Linked DNA regions of Muntiacus reevesi: region 2 is linked to region 1. The links are chromatin contacts, called in public Hi-C maps. All regions are on one chromosome and are shown on one strand. The core of a region is the stretch at or near the end of the contact, and the rest is flanking DNA. Distances in the headings are between cores, read along the strand shown. Region 1 holds the start of CD164 (CD164 molecule). Region 2 holds the start of SESN1 (sestrin 1).

What was found. A called contact is a pair of places that touch in the nucleus more often than the background predicts.
Region 2: a Hi-C map of muscle shows a contact between it and region 1, with 5 times the contacts expected there. The contact joins the promoter of SESN1 here to the promoter of CD164 in region 1. A contact is called at or near these places in 2 of 3 Hi-C or Micro-C datasets (blood and muscle).

What each region holds. Positions count from the first base shown.
Region 1 is chr19:38,454,125-38,456,824 of mMunRee1.1, forward strand. CD164 (CD164 molecule) reads left to right here and starts at 1,377. Exons shown (of 6, transcript XM_065911862.1): 1 at 1,377-1,672. The coding sequence starts at 1,483.
Region 2 is chr19:38,745,473-38,748,176 of mMunRee1.1, forward strand. SESN1 (sestrin 1) reads left to right here and starts at 1,424. Exons shown (of 10, transcript XM_065911818.1): 1 at 1,424-1,834. The coding sequence starts at 1,556. CEP57L1 (centrosomal protein 57 like 1) reads right to left here and starts at 418. Exons shown (of 11, transcript XM_065911570.1): 1 at 293-418.

The DNA.
Region 1 (2,700 bases), core at 127-2,626:
GGCCTTCATTTGCTCTAGAGTCAGGTTATGCGCTAAATAAACACCGTGTGAATATCCTGAGAGAAGAGATACCTTTTTTTGCTTGAAGACGGATGAGACCTCACTTACTTGGCTGTTCTCTGATGCTTCTTGCCATTGGTTGGATCAGTCAAAAACTGAGTTTCTTGTTTACATTCAAGCAAATCTCCAACTAGCGTAGTTGATGGAACAAAAGTTCATAGTCGTGAGGGTACTGATTGGATTTTAGGGTTGGGTTAGGAAAGACTTCAAGTTTAGATTAAAAAAAAAAAATGCATATGCAGCTTTTTCGGGGTTTGCATAGCAAAGCAGATCTCACAAAAGCAACTGATGTCCTATTATTTTAAAGGGTTAATGTTTGTAAGAAAATTAGAGGATAAATACAAGTAGTTGAAAATAAGAGTTAAATAGAGCTTTTATGACCGAACCTTAACCACTTGATATAAGCATGGCTGCACTTGTAAATATTTTTGTGAGACTGGACATCAGATGGCGCTCATCCTCACTAATGAGCCGTGATAGGCAGTTTGAAACACAGCCCTGAGGCTAAGCAACTGCGCCTTTCGGTCTTGTCTCTTGAATCTCGGGTGTTTTCACCTGTAAAGTGGGAGTGGGAACAGACCGGATGAACCTCCAACCCATGCTGTCTTTGATTCTTCGACTACAAAGGTGGCACTGACTAGCTGTTTCTACCACTGGCTGAAATCCCCACGATTTCAGGGTGAGAAAGCGTGACAGAAACAGTGTGCGGCACCGGCAGACTGCTTTCGGTGTTTCAGCCGCTCTCACTACGTGGGCGTCGGAACACAAACTCCTTAAACGCGTGGGGTCTCCATCTCCCTGGGGTGGCCAAATACAAGTTTACTTTCAGCGAAATCGACTTTCAATGGGTAATGCACGGGTCCTACGAAGGATACCTATGCAAGCACGCTGGGAACGCCGGAGGACAGTAAGAACTTAACTCTTGCCGGGGTTCTAAGCGAAACGCTCGGAAACAACTTCCGCCCAGCGCGAATCCGTCCAGGAAGGCGCCGCCCCAGAGGTCACATGGGGCCTAGCTAGTCTTTCGCGAGGATGCCGTCGCCACGTCATGTAGGTTGTTCCATCTGAGTCTAGGTGGGATCCTTTTCTATTGCAGCAACGGGAAAAGCCCGGCCGCGCCCTGTGTGGCAATTTGAGAGCAAAGTAAAAAGTTTCCTGTATCTGGTCAGTTTCTTCGGTTGGCCAATACAGTCTGCTGAGAGAAAAACCTTTCCTCGGTTTTCTCTCGGTTCCTCTATCCCCCCCTCCCAGAGGATTCCACTTGGTATCGCCGGCGCCCCGCCTGCGCACGCCGCCCTCATGTGACGCCGGCGCGGTCCCGCTGGGGGAGCGGAGTCTTGGAGGCGGCGCTGCAGTGGACAGACCGACGGAGGCAGCCTAGGGTGTCCCAGTTTTCGCTCTATCGCCAGCGCGGAGGACGCGATGTCTGGGCTCTCTCGCCCGCTGCTTTTGGCCGTTGGTTGCCTGGCCACGCTCTGCGTAATTACCGCGGCTGGGAACACCACCCTGGCCCCGAACGTGACTACACCCTCGTCTCCACCGCCCACCACCACGACAGTCCCGGTGTCACCGACGACTCTCACGCCGCCGCTGGTCACCACTCCAGCACCAGGTGGGCGCCGGCCCAACGGGCTTTCTGCGCTCGCCCGCCCGCCAGTCGGGCCGAGCCGCCCTCTCTGTGTGTGGTGCGCGCGGGCCGGGGCGGGCCGCGGTCCGGCAACATGGCGGCCCGTCCGAGTCCGGCTGGGACCGGGCCGAGGTGGCCGCGGAGGCGGAGTGCCCTGGGTGGAAGGGTTGGTGGAGCCTCGGGGGCGTAGGGTTGTTTGCGACTCCACAGTGTTCCGCGCTGAGGTGTTGTTTAAAAGCGCCTCGTAATCCCCAGTCTCACTCCGAAAAGAGGACGTGGCTTCCTTCTGTGGTGGCGGCAGTGAGGTTGATTGTGGGGCGGCGAGGCGACCGCCTCCAAAGTTGGCGATGAGACCCAACTCCCTCTCCCCGAGGTTAGTCGTTTGTGTCCACTCGGGCAACACAGGTCGTCTTTTCGAAGGGAGGTTTCTCCCGAAGTTGGCGAAAGAAGGAAAGAGACGCTGGGAAACAAAAATACTCGCTGGTGTCTCAGTCCTGGGTCTGAAAAACTCAGTCGCTTGAGACTTAATCACATGGATTTTGCAGGGTATATCCGAAGTTTGAGCATTTAATTAATTAAAACCTTATACTCGGTGCTGTGCGCAAAGGAGGAAAAGTACCCGTTTGTGTACCCGGTGTTTCGCGTGTATCTCTTAGTATTTTAGGCTACACTGGAAGATAGGTGGTGAAACCTAGGAGCTGGATGGAGGTAAAGTAATTCACTAGAACCGTGTGTTTAGAGATTGTGAAGCTCACATTGGAACCCAGGTCTATCGATTTTTCAGAACCCGATCGGGACCTTCTGTTAAGCTCTGACTCCATTTGGGGACTGGTTGAAACGTACGCTGAGTCTTGCAGCAGAAAAGTCAGTGTCGTGACAACACGCGCAACAGAGGGGGAGATAAATTTGAGTTAATAAAGTGAAGACCCTCCCTAGATATTTAAAACTTGGAGTCCAGTTTGATTGATTATCCTAGTTAATACTGGGTAAGGTGTAACGTTGACCTAAGAATT
Region 2 (2,704 bases), core at 174-2,673, 290 kb after region 1:
ATCCCAGAGGAAATGGAGGAAGGGAAAAAATCCTGTCAAAGAAAAGTGGCAGCCAAGCCCACAGTGCTCACCAAGCCGACGCTCTCAGTCAATCTTTGTCAGCGCTAACCGCTGCCTCGCAGGCCGCCAAAGGCAATGTCGCAGTGGCTCTTGGGGGCTGTAGTTTCTGTCGCAAACGAAAGGCGCAGGCAGAACCCAAACTACCTTTCCCAGAAGTCAATGCGAGCACGCCCTGCTTCCTTAAATCTGGGGTTTGGCGTAATAGAGACAGCGTTCTTATTTTTAGACTGACCTTAAACTTAGATTCAAGCACTTCCAGGTGTACGTCTGTGCACACTTTCTTTTCCCTGTTTGTGTTGTCTGTGATAGCGTACTTCAACCTCCCCTTACTTTCTTTTTACCCCTTTTTCGGTCTAAAGAAGCCAAACGCCAGGGGATAGAAAACGCTCCGCGGCGCAGATTAAGTGCCTCTTAAGGCGCATGCGCCTTGCTCGCTGTCACGCTTGCGTAGCAACCGGCGGCGGTTGGCGGCCGCGCGCGGACTTGGGGTCTGGAGGTAGCCTGTGGGTGGGCGGGGCTTTTCCCAATGGCTTTGCCTCCGCGGGTCGCGTCTACTAGGGCGGGGAAGAGGGCGCAGGGGCAGGGGCGGCTCCTAGTTTGTGCCGGGCGGAGAAAGGGGAGGGGCTGGGGGGTGAGGACCCGGTCTTCCCTCCCGCTCCCGCCCTCTGGGCCGAGCTCCACAGATGAGGCTGGGCGAAGGGGCGGGCTCTGCGCCGCGGGCCCCGCCGCTCCGCCAGCTTCGCGGCCCAGCCCCGCGCTCGGGGATTGCGGGGCTGCCCTGTGCCCGTCTGGCTTGGAGGGCGGTGGGCGAGGACGCAAGGATTGGAACAGAAGCGGCGTCTGCCCAGGGCACCCGGAACCGACAGGGCCGGAGACGCTTTTCCTCCAACGCTACCGAGACAGCGGCTGCAGAAGGCTGCCGCCCCCCGGGAGTGTCAGGGTCTCTGGCCGTGGCGGCCAGCGAGCCAGGGTTCGGCAAGCCAGCGCCCGGCCGGGAGGGAGGAGCTGCGGAAGGCGGGGACTGGTGCCGGAGGAGGGGCGGGGTGGGAACGCTCCCGAGAACACCGTGGCTGCACTGACAAAAAGCACCGAATGGCTGGAGAGCGTTCAACTGTTACCAGCCTTTTTGGGCAGAGCACGGGTTTGACAGCTCCCCAACGTGAGGATATCCGCTGACCCCGCGGGTCGCAGGAGAACACTTTCCCGACACTGGCTGTGCAGCAAAGCCAGAGCTGTAAGGTTTCAACTTGCCAACTTTTTTCTCCCAGTCTCTGGCCAGAAGACTGCCCCTCCGGGTAGAACGAGAGGGCGAGCTCTGTCTTGTAGCTCGAAGAGACGCTTCTGGTTCCAAATGTCACCCAGACGTGTTTTTTCATGACGATTCTAGTTCTCTGATTTCATTCTTACATTTCTCGTTTTAAAAATATAAAGTGCTTTGGGGGGGGCATGCTGAAAGTTAACTGAAGACGGCAAAGAAAAAAACTCCACCGTAGTCATGGCTGAAGGAGAGAATGAAGTGAGATGGGATGGACTGTGCAGTAGAGATTCAACTACTAGAGAGACAGCTCTGGAAAACATTAGGCAAATCATTGTGAGAAAAACCGAGTGTCTTCGTCTGGTGAAAGAGACACCTTATCGTCCAGCAGACGGCCTTTCAAATGCAGTTTCTTTGGATGGATTGAATAAGCTTCTTGCTCATCTGCTTATGCTTTCTAAGAGGTGTCCCTTTAAAGATGTGAGAGAGAAAAGTGAGTTTATCCTGAAGAGCGTCCAGGTAAGAAAGAGCATTTTAAGTACAACTGTTTATCTAGTACAGTGAAGTTTACTTGCAGATATATTCACTTTTTGATTGCTTCAAGTAAGTTATTATAATTTGAATTACCTTAAATTTAGAACGTAGTTTGGGATTAATATTGGACAAGGTGAACTAAAGTAAAAGTAATTTTCAAGTACAACTAAATAAGTATTGTCTTTCTAGACAGTTTTAGCAAAAATGCATTCTTCCTGGGGAAAATATGTGAAAATTACAGTTAATTACAAGTAAATACTTGCTTTTTTTACATTCATTTTTACATGTTGTTGGAAACTGTAGCCAGTATGTTTTTCATATTGTTACAAACAGTGTTCTATGTGGAAAGTTTCACGTTTAAAAGCTTCTAAAATGATAAAGGATATTAAATGTTTCCTAGCCAACTTGTTGGAGATAACTGGTGAAACAATTTTCTCTTGTTCTTAAAAACAAAACAAAAAACCCCAGAATCTGTTTCCTAAATGCAACCTTTCTTTTCTGAAAGAAAGAATTATATAAATAATAAAAGCCCATGTTGTAAAGGAGCTGACATCTGCAGATTGAAAAATTGGATCCAGGTTGAGTGACTGATAGACTCTTATGGTCAATTACTTAACTAGCTTTCTCTGTGTTTGCTTGTTTGATTCTTTTCTTTCTCACATACATTTCTATTTAAGTTGTAAAAGATTAAAAATGTTATAGTTTTCCTTCTGCTTGTACATATTCAGTTTATGTTTTTTAATTAGAAGGTTTTTTTTTTAAGAATAAGGTTTTTTAGAAATTAAGAGTGGTCAAAATGCTCTTTATGTTTCTCTGTCTAAATTACTCAATTCACATGTGTTCAAAGTCATGGTA